Regions from separate parts of the Triticum aestivum genome. Here region 2 is linked to region 1. A link is a contact called in public Hi-C data. All regions are on one chromosome and are shown on one strand. The core of a region is the stretch at or near the end of the contact, and the rest is flanking DNA. Distances in the headings are between cores, read along the strand shown. Region 1 holds the start of LOC123072101 (inactive leucine-rich repeat receptor-like protein kinase CORYNE). Region 2 holds the start of LOC123072105 (auxin response factor 4).

The links. Hi-C and Micro-C count contacts between places; a contact is called where the count stands out from the background.
Region 2: a contact with region 1 is called in a Hi-C map of leaf, with 2.7 times the contacts expected there. The contact joins the promoter of LOC123072105 here to the promoter of LOC123072101 in region 1. A contact is called at or near these places in 2 of 5 Hi-C or Micro-C datasets (both in leaf).

What each region holds. Positions count from the first base shown.
Region 1 is chr3B:738,873,739-738,881,642 of IWGSC CS RefSeq v2.1, forward strand. It overlaps LOC123072101 (inactive leucine-rich repeat receptor-like protein kinase CORYNE), which reads left to right and starts at 4,290. Exons shown (of 2, transcript XM_044495660.1): 1 at 4,290-5,902; 2 at 7,466-7,904. The coding sequence starts at 4,929. The coding sequence ends at 7,775.
Region 2 is chr3B:739,425,883-739,433,786 of IWGSC CS RefSeq v2.1, forward strand. It overlaps LOC123072105 (auxin response factor 4), which reads left to right and starts at 2,682. Exons shown (of 15, transcript XM_044495661.1): 1 at 2,682-2,936; 2 at 3,025-3,131; 3 at 3,267-3,362; 4 at 3,500-3,556; 5 at 3,656-3,817; 6 at 3,904-3,988; 7 at 4,226-4,316; 8 at 4,390-4,554; 9 at 4,659-4,778; 10 at 4,887-4,959; 11 at 5,038-5,206; 12 at 5,300-6,168; 13 at 6,471-6,661; 14 at 6,751-6,921; 1 more. The coding sequence starts at 2,894. The coding sequence ends at 6,913.

The DNA of each region.
Region 1 (7,904 bases), core at 3,040-5,539:
AAGGCTGAAATAGAATTGAGGTCTCCGGGGAGTATTGTTGAGATTGATACGACCACACATGAAGGTGAAGTGCATTTCAGCAAGCTATTTATCACTTTCAAGCCTTGCATAGATGGTTTTGTGAATGGATGTAGGCCATATATTAGCATAGATTCAACTCATTTAAATGGAAAATGAAAAGGTCAGCTAGCTGTAGTCACTGCATTGGATGGTCACACTTGGATGTTCTCGGTGGCGTATTGCTTTATTGAGTCTGAAAATGGAGAGAATTGGGCTTGGTTCATGAATCAAGTGAAGAAGGCAATAGGGGACCCTCTGGTATTGGCTGTTTGTACTGATGCTTGCAAGGGTCTTGAAAATGCTGTTAAGAAGGTTTTTCCTCAAGCTAAGCAGCGAGAGTGCTTTAGGCATATGTGGCATAATTTTCAGAAATATTTTCATGGCGATGTGTTTGGAAGGTTGTGGCCTGCTGCTAGGGCATATAGGCCGGAAGAATACTAACATCACATGGCAAAGGTATTTGATGCATCCGAGAAAGTATATCCTTACCTTAGGGATTACGATAATCTATTATGGATGAGGTGCATGTTCAACCCAACCATCAAGTGTGACTACATAAATAACAATCTCACCGAGTGCTTCAACGCTTGGGTGCGAGATATCAAGGACTTGCCAATTGTTCAGCTAGCTGATAAGATTAGAGAGATGATTATGAAACTATTTAGAAAGAGAAGAATGATTGGAGAAAGATTTACAGGGATAATACTTCCATTTGTCATACACCAACTAAATGCAAAGACTCGAGGACTAGGTCATCTCAAGGCTAAAGCATCAGCTGATTGGAGCGGGGAAGTGAAAATGCTAACAAAGAGGATGAAAGACATGTGGTCAAAACTCTCACACATGAGTATACATGTCTGCAATGGCAGCAAACGGGCAAGCCTTGCGACCATGCACTAGCCTTCATAAATGTCTTGCAAGCTCGCAACTTTGTTAACATGGAAGACTATGTACATGAGTACTACTCAATTAGCAGATTTAGGGCAGCATATGAAGGTGTAATTGAGCCCCTTACGGACAAGAATCAATGGCCACACGTGGACACAGGCTTTGTGTTGCGTCCACCAATTCCAATAGGCAAGAAGAAAGGTGCTGGAAGAACAAGAAAACAGAGGATAAAGAGTTGGTGGGAAGGTGGATCAAGGAAAGGATCCTTGAATAAATGCAAAAAATGCGGGGAGGTAGGACATAGAGAAGCTGGCTGTCCTCAAAATGGAACAAAGAAAAGGTACATAGTAGTACTTGTTGTTGTTTTCTATCTATAATATCATGGTTCTTTTACATGAAAATAGTTCTAATTGCTTCTTTTTGTAGGAAAAGTAGGGGGAAAAAGAATCCATCTCCATGGTTTGATGTTTCAGTTAGCAATGTCGTTCCATCTACACCAACCAAGAGCAAGAATGATGCCACTTGTAGCAGTCCTGGAGCTGTCATAAGAAGCTAAGCTGCAGCTCAAGCTAGTCCTGGACATGTCACAAGGAGCCAAGCTACTACCCCACCACCAAAACCTCCAGCAAAAGGAAAGAATAAGAAAATGACACCTAAGAGGAAGAAACTAAGCGACCTATGAGCTTGTTTGTGGCTGTGATGAACTCGGCTGTGGGTGGAGACTCACTTTTATTGTTGTGTATGTGAGGTGCAAACTCACTTTTATTTGCTCTGTATGTGAGGTAGAGTCTCACATTTATTTTGCTGTGAGGTAAAGATTCACTTATTTTGCTGTCATGAAGTCCTGTATGTGAGGTAAATACTCACTTATTTTGCTGTCATGAAGTCTTGTAGAACATGGCTGACTTATTCTCTATGCTATCATTGAATCATTGTGACCCTATATTATTTCCAGCTTGTTTGTGTGGAAGGCTATTGATTACAGCAAAATCATGTCAATTTTTTTTGTGAAACATAGCACACAACTTTAGAAAATCATGTCATTTCTTATTTGGCCAAAATATTTTGTGGTTTCAAAATTCGGACAAGGTACAGAGATGTGACTTTCAAACAGAGGGGTACTTTTGTCTATTCCTATTTCAATATGTTAGTTATATACTAACAAAGTTGTTAACAATGCCAAAGGGGGGTACCAGCAACAACTAGACAGAACTGCGGGGGGGGGGGGGGGGGAGGGGTCAGAGGAAGGCAAACTAACAAAGGGGCTTAAGATCAAATGTGTACGAGCTGGGGGGGGGGTAAAATCAATTCTCACAAAGCCACCGGGATCGGGGAAGCACCGGGGATGGCGAATTGGTGATGGAAGCCGGCATCCCGAGGTTGAAGAAGACGGCCAGATGGCGACGTTGTCGCACAAGGTAGCTCGAACCCATGCCTGCGCAGCCTCTGGACATCCTCACGAGGCTCAAGGAGTGTAGTGGCCGCGGGATCGACGAGAGGGGGCGGCGGTGGTTGCGGCTGCAGATACTGCAAGGAAGGGGCGACACGAGGGAGAAGGGATGAGTCCTGGGGTTGGCCAAGGGGCTCGAGGAGGGGGGGGGGGGGGGGGTTCAGCCTAATACTCCAAGGGGACCGGGAGATGGCCGGCACGCGCCATGGCGCGTCCATGGCCGGTTGGATGCCCTCCACGATCCCTTGTCTCCTGTAGAGAGGTGGGAGGAAAGGTGGAGGTTGGCTGGTCCGGCTATTTGGCTAGATGGGCCAATGTGCCTAGTAGATTAGGTCATTTTACTTTATTTATTCATTTATTTATTTCCTGTTTTGCAATTTCTATAAAAGTAAAGGATTTTTAGTTCAATAAGGTACTTGCACATAAATACGTTGCAATGCTATGAGCTAGCACAGCAAGTTAGAACTTATTTTGAAATGTGCAAATATTTATTTAAATTGAAAAGGATCAATTAAAAGTTGTTGGTCCAATTTTAAACATGTTAAGGGTATTTTAATAATTCCAATAATATTGGTTTATTCATGACAATTAGTTATTAAAGTTTTGCAACACAGGGAACATTTTTGTTTCACCGCTTGAAGAAATAATAATTTGACTTTATTTTAAAATTGAATTTGAGTTTGGTTCGGATCAAAGTGAGGTTTAGAAAAATAATTGCGATGACATGGCATCATTAGTGTGTGGTTACTGTAGCTTAGCTACCAGGGTGTTACAAGCTGGCTCCAAAAGCTGAAATTATGGATTCGGTGGGGTTGGGAGGGGTTCAGAACACGCCCTTAGTAGGTTATCTTCTCGTCTCTACTGGTGTGCAACCTCAGGTGAACAATATCTCGATAGACCCCAACAAATCGTGCATATTAGTAGGTTCTGAACCGATCTTTGACTGAACCCATTCTCAATTGTGTCAACCCAGCACATTCGAACAGATGTTGCCGTGAAATTAGTTCAGTCGCTACCTAATTTCATTTGCCAGGCTTTGTTATTCGTGTTGTAAACTGTTGTTGAGCTGGAGATATGCTCCTTTGGCGCCCTTCAATGTTCGAAAGAAAAGCATTAGATTTTGGACGGCATGCGTGACTGTCCACTCTTGCTACTACTCGAAATAAAAAGCTCGCTTATCTAAAAAAAAGCACACACGCATGAATCTCAAAAAATAAAAAAGCACGCACGCATGGGACGAGATTGATTTTCTAAAAGAAAGCACGGGACGAGACTGAGAGGCGGGCCCGTCTCACGGCACGTGGGCGAGGTGGCCCCCACATGGCAGCCAGCAGGGCAACGCGAGGGCCGAAAAGAGGGTGGAGCGAACAAAAAGAAAGCGGCGGGAAAAGGAGCCAAATGCTCTCTCAAAGTACGGGCCTGGGGCATAATTACCTCCCCTCCCCCACCCTCCGTACCCGCTTTTTACCCCACTACTAGGTCCGCTAATCATAATTTTCTCTGCATCCCCTCTGCAGATGCAAACGAAACGAGCAACAGTCCATTCAGCGGATAACCACGTCTCCCTGACAGAGAGGAGCGGCTAAGAAATTTCCACAGGAACGAGAGGTTAATAAGCAGTCGGTCAAAATTCGGTTTACCATTACCGGCGCAGGATGAAATTTACCAGATATGGGCGGAAAGGGGAATTGATCGCGGCAACAGTGGCGCTACGTCGTGCGTGTGGGGGACTTTGAGGAGGGACAGGGGCTAGAATAGGTTTTCGGGGACAGGGTCTGGGCATGGCGCGCGGTTATCCACGCGCCCCTGCTCCGTCTCGGGCTCCCCCTCCCCTCGTCTCCCGTCCCTATGCTATCTGCTGCCGCTAGAGCCACCCCGAGGAATGAGACCGTGGTAAACCCAACCGTGGTGGGGTGGGGAGGGAATCCAGGCGGACGGACGGACGGACGAGGGAGGAGAATGTCTGGTTCCGGTCTTCATGCTCTGTCCCGTGGCTGCGTGCGTGCGTACGTGCTGCGAGATGCGCCGGCAACCCAAAACCAAAAGGCCTCCCTCGCCCTTTTGATTCCCCCACGCCAATGCCTTTGCTGCCCCCCTGCTCTGCGCCGTGAGAGCCTGGGATTGTTTCTCTTCTCGCCCCGCCGTTCCGTTTCGACTTAAAGCTCCTCCCGAGGAAGCTCGCCCGCCTGCTCGTCTTGGTAGGAGGTGCGGGCCGCGTGACGGTGAGCTCTCGCACGCACGCCTGCTCTGCTGCTGCTGTGGAGGAGGAGCAGGGCGACGTTTTCGCCGTTTCCGTCTTCTTCGTCGTCGTCGTCAGGTATAATTTTGGCACCCTGCGAAGCTCCTCCCCTGCAAAATCTCCGGCCCCTCTTCATTGCTCGTTTCCGTTTCACTGTCCCCTTCCGACTGCAATAAATCTCCCCCGTGTTGATAAGCAAGAACCATGCAGAAAATGGCATCTTGATAAACCAATCTTTGATCCTATTTCTTCTCTCCACTCCGCTGCCAAATCGGTTCTTTGGTCCATCCAATGGCGCCGGGAGCCGGGACGGCGGCGGCGACCAAGAACCCTACCAAAACCCTCGCCGCCATCCTCCTCCTCGTCCTCCTGCTCGCCGACCTCCCGCTCTGCGCCTCCCAGCCGCCGCTGCACTCCCAGCCCCTGCCCGCCACCCAGTCCCCGGCGGCGCCCCTCCCGCCGCCGCAGCCGAGTGCCCCCCACGCGCGGGCCGGCGGCGCCGCGCGCCTCCGCCGCATCGCGCTCGGCGTGCTCCTCGGCTCGCTCGCCGGCTTCCTCCTCTCCCTCGCCTTCCTCTACGCCATCCGCGTCGCCGTGCTACACGCCGGGAACGCGCCGGCCGTCGCCCGGGGCCCCGTCTCCTTCACGCCGCAAATCTCGCCCAAGAGCCTCCAGGGCGCACTCCCCTCCGCGCGCCCGCTCGCGCGCGGGCCCCGCGGGACGTACCACAAGCTCGACCTCGACGGCGACCTCACCGTCGCCGTCAAGGTGCTCGACCTCGCCGCCGCCAGCCGCGCCGAGGCCTCGCCCTCGCCCTCACGGCCGGCGAACGGCTCCAACTCCAAGTCCGACATGCGGAGGGTGCAGCGGCAGCTGGAGCTGCTCGCCCGGGTGCGGCACCTCAACGTGATGAGCCTCAAGGCCTACGTCCGCGACGCCGACCGGCTCTCGCTCGTCTACGACTTCGTGCCGGGGGGCAGCCTCGAGGACGTGATGAAGAGGGTGAGGTCGCAGCAGGTCAGCCTCAGCTGGGACACCAGGAACAGGATTGCGGCCGGGGTGGCCAAGGGACTGCGCCACCTGCACTTCGAGTGCAACCCCAGGATACTGCATTGCAACCTCAAGCCGTCCAATGTGATGCTGGAGGAAGGCTTCGAACCGGTGCTGGCGGATTGCGGCGTTGCGAGGCTGATCGATTCCGGTTCGCCTGATCCGCAGTCGTCCGGCAGCCTCTACACCGCTCCAGAGTGCTACCAAAGTAGCAGGTAAAAATCCATGCGTTGTCTTTTTTCAGTTTTCAGTGCTCAATTCAGCTAAATTTAGTAGTTTGCAGATTGCAGTATTACTATTTCTCAAATTGACAATTTGGTTTGCTTGTCTGTTCATTATAAATGATATGAGGGGAAATTAAACCTAGGATATGCATCATTATCACTGCAAGGAAGGTAGCTCTAAAATAAAACTTATGCCGGATTGAGATGTTTGTTGTTAAATTTTGTATTTTCTAAAAACAGATATCATGTGTGTACATGTTCACATGCTGCATACTCAATTTTATAGGTACTAAGCAAACAACTCAATGTATTTCAGATTGCTAGAAATCTGCGATGTCTGCTATTGGCACTGAATAGCTTAAATTTTAAGCTATAAATCATTATATTATTGGTAACACATACTTATACATCTGGCAACTAACATGTGTAAATTGTGTAGTGATAATATCATGTCATTTTCTTATTTGAACCATAAGCATTGCAACATTATATAATAGTATATACTACCAAAACAAGTGTTTGACATTCCATTGCATTATTGCTTGCATCCATAGTTTCATTTGATTTGTGTCCCCAGTTAACAGTGCGTAATAATTGGCTAGCAAACACTGTTGTCTGTTTCCTTTCATTAGACTCTTCTGAATTTGGTTTTCTAGTTATCTGACTGTGTTGACGATAAGTAGACTTCACTTCCGTGCCATTTGAATTTAATCAGTGAAATGAGCAAGAGAGAAGACATAAAGCATATTAATAAAGAATACCACAGGGCTTAATCGAAGGTACCCAGCTTTCGCTTTTTGTAACTGGAGAATCTTTACTTTGTTAGGGAACCTGCATCTAACCTTTTTGAATTACCTTTGATTGTTAAGCTTTCCATATATTCCCGCATGAGCACATACAGCTGTTGGCCCACCCCCTGTTCTACTAAAAATATCGATATATTTCGTTCTAGCCTCTTGTATATAAATCAGAGAATAGATGCTTTGAGGATTGGTGTTCTATATTCTTATTCCAATCTCGTTCAGATAAGTACATCATCAGTAAACTTATGGGAATTTAACGTGCAGAAAAGGACTTTCAAGCAGGCTACTTTAACCAGATCAGTAACTCATGATTTATTTATTTATTTTGTCATGGTTGATCATCAATTTTACAACTTTAGCTGTCTGTAATATAAAACTTCAATTCCACTGCACTTGGTAGGTTGGGCGATAGTTCCGCTTAGGGGCTATGTTGCCTTTGGCGTTTTGGGCTGCTGTGCGGCTTGTGCTCGGCTGCTTTAGATCTCAGGGCGTGCATCGTTCTGAACGTGTTTCCCTGGTCAGGTTTCCTTTCTGGTAGCTTGTAACAGACATTGTGGTTTCTGATATATGAAAATCGGAGAGGCCGCTCTCTTTTTCAAAAAAAACAAAAACTTTAGTGGTCAATCCTAATAGAGCTTGTGTTTTTCTTCTGTTAGATGGTTCAGAACTTCAACATCATGTACTGCCATCCATATGTTTTTCAGCTCTTAGGTGTTTCTGAGTATTTAGATTCAAACATTTGCTGGTGCAGGTACACAGATAAGTGCGACGTCTATGCTTTCGGCATGATCCTCGGCGTTCTGCTCACTGGGAAAGACCCCTCGGACCCATTTTTCTCGGGAGAAAGCGGACGGGGCAGCCTGGCTCGATGGCTCCGTCACATGCAGCATTCCGGCGACATGAAAGAAGCGCTGGACAGCAGCATTGTAGGGGAGGAGGTCGATGAGGAGGAGATGGTGATGGCCATCAGGATCGCCATCGTGTGCCTCTCGGAGTTGCCAGCCGATCGGCCATCCAGCGATGAACTCGTAGCCATGCTCGCCCAGCTCCACAGCTTCTAACCGCCGTCGAACTTCAGAACACCCGCATGATCTTCCATCTCGCAAGTCTCGAGACGACGCCGAGTGGCGCACGATCATCAACCGCCGAATTCAGTGTCCTGGGCTGAATTCAGATGGAAGCCAGCAATG
Region 2 (7,904 bases), core at 1,432-3,931, 550 kb after region 1:
TAAATTGTTAAAGAAAAGCTTAAAAATTGTTAGTTGCCTATTCACCCCCCTCTAGTCAACCGTATCGATCCTTTCAGTGCTGGTGAAGATGTTGATGGAGATTGACCCTCTCCCGATGGGAGGATCGTTGGTGATGACGATGGTGATGATTTCCCCCTCCCGGAGGGAAGTGTCCCCGGCAGAACAGCTCTGCCGGAGCTCTAGATTGGTTCCGCCAAGGTTCCGCCTCGTAGCGGTGGAGTTTCGTCTCGTAAGCTTGCCCATAATTTTTTCCAGGGTAAAAGCCTTCATATATCAGAAGATGGACACCGGAGGGCCACCAGGGGCCCAGGAGACAGGGACGCGCCCAGTAGGGGTGGGCGCGCCCCCCACCCTCCTGGCCAGGGTGTGGGCCCCCTGAGGTGTTTCTTCCACTCAATAATTCTTATTAATTCCAAAAATAAGTTTCGTGGAGTTTCAGGTCTTTTGGAGCAGTGCAGAATAGGTTTCCAATGTTTGCCCCTTTTCCAGCCATAATTCCAGCTGCCGGCATTTCCCCTCTTCATGGTAAACCTTATAAAATAAGAGGGAATAGCCATAAGTATTGATATATAATGTGTAATAACAGCCCATAATGCAATAAATATTGATATAAAAGCATGATGCAAAATGGACGTATCATTACCCTCCGTTGGTTGAAGTCTCCATCGACATGGACGTACCATAGCACCACCTACCGGAACCACGCCAAAAATCTTTGTGTCCCCATTGCGTTTGCCTTCTCCAAACCCCTCCTTTACTTACATGTGCAATGTTTTACTTTCCGCTGCTATACTCGTAGAATTGCATGTGTAAGGTGATGCTTGACTTGTTAGAATTGCTAAAATCCGCCCACAGCTAAAATTGGGAAAGAGTTAGGTTTTATTTGGTCAAGCAGTCTAATCACCTTCCCTCTATACATACTTTAGATCCTACAGCATCCCCCAAGCTTAGAAGCTCGAGTCTTCCTTGATTTTTACCTTGGGCATTTCCAAGCTTAGTGCCATGCCGCTTCTTATTCATTCATCCATCGTGATCTCACCCAAAATTTGAAAACTTCAGCACACAAAGCTTGGGGACGTGTCTTCGGGTAGTTATATTTTCGTATGTACTCGTTACATCCACTTGTCTCAGCAACTGGGCGGAGGGGGTATTGGTGGATGACAACGGCTATGAGAGATTGTAGGCTGCGGGGATCACACCTCTACGGCTCTACCGTCTTGCGATAGTAAATGCGTGTCCTCGCATACGACGCCAGGAAGTAAAATTATTCGGAAGCACACAGGTAAAATTGGAAAACGTAAATTGTTTTAGAAGGCAATGACACATATTGCAGGACATCGTCGTTCAAAAATACGTTTATCCAGGCAGGGATGGAGAGTGTACATCAAGATTCCAAATCATTCTCTTAATTTCTCAGGCACGGCAACGAAAATTGGCCACAGACAAATAAACACCGCAAAGCATAATATAGTTATTCGGTCTGCAAAAGAAGAAGGGGCGGTGGCCTCATTGATCATCATCATCGTCCATTCCCCCCTCTCTCGAAAAGAAGGATAACACCCAGACATCCACGTCGCTCCACACTGATTTTCGTTTGGGTCGAGTCGAGTACCCCGCATTAATCAGTCAGTAACCCCATCTCGTTGAGCCGTTTGCAACACCGCAGTGTGTACCACCCGCAAAAGAGGAAACGGAAAAGCATGTGCTGCCGTCATGTGTGCTTATCGCGTTACCGCCCGAGCCCAAGAAAGAAAGGCCTTGTCGCCCGATCGACGAGTCTGTGCAGAAAAACCGGGCGACGCAAACAAGTGGCGAAAGGAAGCAAAGCAGGCGCCTCGCACGTCCACATCAATCCACCAGGAAATACCCATCCTTTTGCTCCAACAGCGAGCTTGTTACCACCCGCGTACACACACGAATACAAACCCCCCAACTCCTGACAAATCAACGCCCACAAAAATAAGGAGAGGAATAATTTAGAACACAAGTACTAGGAGTAGTTGTATATGCTGTTAATTTATATCCTTCTCGATTTACTTGCGGTTAATATAATTAAATGGATCGCAACGCCTGACGGTAGCAAGTGAAACTGGCGACAATTTACTCGCTTCACTCTACGAAACCGAAGCACGTTCATTTCATTTATTAGAAAAAAAGAGACATGATCCAAAAATAAATGTTTTCAGAGAGAGGAGAGGAGAGGAGGTGAGGGCGTGGCGCGCGTGTGGAGGCCGGGCGGGCGGCACTGACTGGCTGGCTGGCGCGTCCCAGCGGGAAATGAATGGGGCTCGGTCGTAAAAAGCTGTCCCGTAGGTGCGGCAGCGGCAGTGCTGCGCCCACCCACCCCGTTCGCTGCACCCCGGTCAGACCAGACCAGACAGGCCGCCCCCGCACACGCAACGCAGCGCAGCGCAGACCACGACCGCGGCCCCACCGCGCGCCACCGAGCCCGCCGGACCCCGACCCGACCCCCCGTCCACGCGGTCCGGTCACCGCCACCGGTCCAGCACCGCCAGCACCACCACCACCACAGTCGGCTCGGCTTGACGGGTCGGCTCCCGGCCCGTCGACCCGGCTCGGGCGCCCGTCTGTCTGTCTCTCTCTCTCCTCCGCTTTGCGCGTGGGTGAGTGTGTTTCTCTCTCTACCCCCTACAAAGAGACCACCACCAAATCCGCCTACCCCATATCCCCTCTCCCGTCCTCCCCACAAAACATTTCCTTCCCCTCTCCTCTTTCTACTGCCGCTCCGCTACTACTACTCCTCTCTCCTCTCGCTTCCCCTTTCCTCCATCTCCCACCCCACCCTCGCCCCCTCGCCTCGCGCAGCGGCTAGGGTTCCTCCCGCCACGCCGCCGGCCAGCAGCAGCAGCAGATGCCGCCCGCCGCCATGGCGCCGCCGCAGGCCCCCTCCGCAGGTACGCAGGCTTCCGGATCTGGCCAGCAGGGCCGCAATCCTCCACCTCGTTGGTTACTGACGTTTACCGGCGCTGGTTTTCTGAGCAGGGGATCCGCTCTACGACGAGCTCTGGCACGCCTGCGCCGGCCCGCTCGTCACCGTCCCGCGCGTCGGGGACCTCGTCTTCTACTTCCCGCAGGGCCACATCGAGCAGGTCGGTCAAGCCCGCCCCCCTCCCTTCCTCCTCGCTTAATTCTACCCCCGCCTCGCGGTTTGGCGCGGGGAGGCTCTTCTGCTTCGGTTCGCGCGCTGAATTTGCTTGTCTCTCGCGGTGTTTTTCGTTTTCCAGGTGGAGGCCTCCATGAACCAGGTCGCCGGCAACCAGATGCGCCTCTACGATCTGCCCTCCAAGCTGCTCTGCCGGGTCATCAACGTCGAGCTCAAGGTGCCTGCTTAACCCCTCCCCTTTCTCGCCCGCTTCCCTTGCTCAATTCCGCCCCGCCTTAGGAAAATTGTCTTCTACTTGTTCGTTTGCCGGGAAATTCGATTCGGTCAGCTGATTTGTCTGAGGGATTTTGCCAGGCGGAGGCGGACACCGACGAGGTCTACGCGCAGGTCATGCTCATGCCGGAGCCCGAAGTAAGCTCTACCGTGAATTTCGCTGGGTTCAAACTTTGGGGATTTTCGTCCTCTTCCGCTTGAGGTGCTAATTTCCCTCCTCTCCCTGTAATTCCTCAGCAAAATGAGATGGCGGTGGACAAGTCGACCTCAACGACGGGCGCCACGCCTCCGAGGCCGGCAGTACGGTCCTTCTGCAAGACTCTGACGGCATCCGACACCAGCACGCATGGCGGTTTCTCCGTGCTGCGCCGCCACGCTGACGAGTGCCTCCCTCCCCTGGTATGTGTCCATTCTACACCAGATCATGCGTATGGGGCTTGTTGCCTTCGGTTTTGTGGCATTTGCTGACCTGATCTATTTGGCAGGACATGACCCAGTCGCCTCCAACACAAGAGCTTGTGGCAAAGGATCTGCATGGCATGGACTGGCGCTTCCGCCACATCTTCCGTGGTAAGTTTTTGTTCCTTGCCTTGCTCTGATCTGTGCCAGTTTTACATCGCCATGTATGCCAGTGTGTGTGATCTGAAGCTGATAAATTCAGTAGACCATTTGGTTGTAGCTTAGCAATCAGTGACGCCCCAACACATCTACGCATCAAATCTGTCTATAAATTGTGAGGGTTTATCTTGTACTTGATGATGTTGATGGCATCGATGATAATTGTGTTAACCGAGTGCAAATCAACAGGGCAACCTAGGAGGCATCTCCTTCAGAGCGGTTGGAGTGTGTTTGTCAGTTCCAAAAGGCTTGTAGCCGGGGATGCCTTCATTTTCCTCAGGTCTGTTGCTGTTTCCTTGATCACCAGCATAACATTTCTTAACCCGGTGCTAAATGTGTTATGCTCCATGCAGAGGAGAGAGTGGTGAGCTTCGTGTTGGTGTTAGGAGGGCTATGAGACAGCTGCCCAACGTGCCTTCTTCAGTCATATCTAGTCATAGCATGCACCTTGGAGTCCTTGCAACTGCATGGCACGCCATCAACACGAAAAGCATGTTCACTGTCTACTACAAACCTAGGTATGAACATGTCTACGGCAATCATACTCTTCTATATGTAATATTTGTTCGCATCGGCTCATTCTGAGTACTTACACTTGTGTCCAATCTTTGGTTGATTCTAGAACGAGCCCTTCAGAGTTCATTATACCATATGATCAATATATGGAGTCTGTGAAAAACAATTATTCAATTGGGATGAGATTCAGGATGAGGTTTGAAGGCGAAGAGGCACCAGAGCAGAGGTGATTATCTGTTGTATTTGCTTTCCCTACAAGTATAGTTTTGTGTGCAAGATCCCCCAACAGCACCGAGTAGATCATTTCTAATCTGTTGTTTCCATTGTCATGTAGGTTTACTGGTACTATAGTTGGCAGTGAAAATCTTGACCAATTGTGGCCTGAATCAAACTGGAGATCCCTTAAGGTAACTGTTTGATCACTATTGTTATTTTGTACAACTTGAAGGGTGACATGTTCATGGAGGATTTCTTCTGAAACATAGGTGCGTTGGGATGAGCCGTCAACTATTCCTCGTCCAGATAGAGTCTCTCCTTGGAAAATAGAGCCTGCTTCATCACCTCCTGTTAACCCGCTTCCTCTTTCTCGTGTCAAAAGACCTAGACCAAATGTTCCTCCAGTTTCTCCTGAATCATCTGTTCTCACAAAAGAAGGTAATCATATAAGCTCGTTAGTCTTACTAGAAGCTTGATGAAAAAAATATAATTCCAAATGTGATGCTCTTGAAATGTTGCTGCCATTTGCAGGTGCAACTAAGATTGATATGGATTCTGCTCAAGCACAACAAAGAAATCAAAATAACATGGTCTTGCAAGGTCAAGAGCACATGACCTTGAGGACCAACAACCTGACTGCCAGCAATGACTCTGATGCTACTGTTCAGAAGCCTATGATGTGGTCTCCATCCCCCAACATCGGAAAAAACCATGCATCCGCGTTTCAGCAGAGGCCCTCTATGGATAATTGGATGCAGCTGGGAAGATGTGATGCTAGTTCTGGTGCTCAATCTTTTGGTGATTCCCAGGGCTTCTTCATGCAGACCTTTGATGAGGCTCCTAATCGTCATGGCTCATTCAAGAACCAGTTCCAGGATCACAGTTCTGCTCGTCACTTCTCAGACCCGTACACAAAGATGCAGACAGAGGCCAATGAGTTTCATTTCTGGAATAGCCAAAGCACCGTGTACGGTAATCCAAGAGATCAGTCACAAGGTTTCAGATTTGAAGAGCACCCATCAAATTGGTTAAGGCAGCAGCAGTTCTCCCCGGTTGAACAACCCCGAGTGATCCGGCCTCACGCATCAATAGCTCCTGTTGACTTGGAGAAAGCAAGAGAAGGCAGTGGTTTCAAGATTTTTGGGTTTAAAGTTGATACTACCAGCACCCCTTCTAACCATTTGAGCTCCTCAATGGCTGCAATCCACGAGCCTGTGCTACAAATTCAAGCATCCGCATCGTTAACTCAACTGCAGCATACACACGCTGATTGTATTCCTGAGCTGTCCGTAAGCACTGCTGGGACTACTGAGAATGAAAAAAGCATTCAGCAAGCTCCTCACAGTTCGAAAGACGTCCAAAGCAAGTCCCATGGTGCTTCCACAAGGAGTTGCACAAAGGTATTGTCATGCTTTCTTTATGTTCATGCCATATGCTGGTCAATATACTTGCTATTTACAACCTGAGTTGAGCAAGCCTTGAGCACTTTGTCATAAATCTGTTGCCTCTGTGCGTGAATCTCTTTGTTACTTATGTTATTATGAGCAAGATATAGCAGGATACTATGTGTTCACACATTCTTAAATACTGTATACATGGTAGCTGAATTCAATTGCACTATCCTGTCTGCTTAATCGTGTATTCTTGCGTTATTTGTTTGGTCCGACCACTAACTTTTATGATACTCCCCATGGTTTTGCAGGTTCACAAGCAAGGTGTTGCACTTGGTAGATCAGTGGATCTGTCAAAGTTTGGTGACTATGACGAACTCACAGCTGAGCTAGACAGGATGTTTGAGTTTGATGGTGAACTGATGTCTTCAAACAAAGATTGGCAGATTGTGTATACTGATCCTGAGGGTGACATGATGCTGGTGGGAGATGATCCATGGGAGTAAGCCCTCTATCTATCTTCGTGCTTGCTTTGATACGAACGTCACACAAATCCGCTTCCTGTTACTTACTGCATTGTTTTGTGAGCAGGGAGTTCTGCAACATAGTGCGCAAGATCTTTATCTACACCAAGGAGGAGGTCCAGAAGATGAACTCGAAATCATCTGCCCCAAGAAAGGAAGAAGGTTCTGGAGATGCTGATGGCGCAAACGAGAAGGCTCATCTCGCCACGTCAAGCCATTTAGATAACTAGGCAACTAGGTATGTGTGCCTCCCGAATCCTTTCTATTGGTTTAAGCTGATGTCGTTCAAGTGCATCAAATTCTACTTGACCTTAACTCCCTCGGTGGATTCCTGATCGTGCAAGCATGGTCACAGGATATTATTGTTTTTGCTATGATATGATTCGCATCACCGAAAGCGACTAACCTTTGGGTCGTTGTTGGCCTTGGTGCCTGCAGGTTGCGTTAAGCCGATTTGAGGCATGAGGTGAGGTATCGGACGGGGAGCTTTGTCCTGCCCTCGCTCGGTCCCAGCCAGCCAGCCAGCCAATGAAGTAACTCCTGATGTCTTTTGATGATCGCCCCCTCCCCCTTGTGATGCAGCAACGACAACCCAACCCAACCCTTTGGATTTAGTTATTACTTGCTAGGTAATGTAGAGAGAGAGAAGAGACTTTGCTGCGCTGCGCGATTGTTTATCCGCTGGTTTGCTTGCTCTTGGCAGTAAGATTTAGGGCCAAGATTTATTATTGTCGCTGCCCCCTGCTTGAATGCATGCTTGATCCTTAGCCCTCCCTCCTCTTTCCCCCCCAACCACCCTGATGTAAATATTTATCTACCTTGCTAGCTAGCGTTAGTAAGTACGTAAGCAAGTACCCTGTATTATTTAACCGACCCGCAGTAGCTGTTCCGGAGTAGTAAAACACTGGCAAAGACGATGGTATATGTACGTCTGATCCTGTTTAATGTACTATTAATGGCTATAGAGTGTGAGTGGGACGAGACCCGGTGGTGGTGCTGTGCGGTGGCCCGTCGCTGTCTGTATCGATCCCGGGACGCATGATGGGCGCTGGGCACCGTATGTGCAATCGCAATGCAATCCCACACGCACGCACAACTGATCCGCTGTGGGCGGCATGATTGATTTATCAGTCGGATGGATGGATACATACCACGGAGCAGTGGAAGGCAAGCGTGTCCGTCCGTCCATCCACCCGTTCGGCTGAGTGGCTCCGGTGGGTC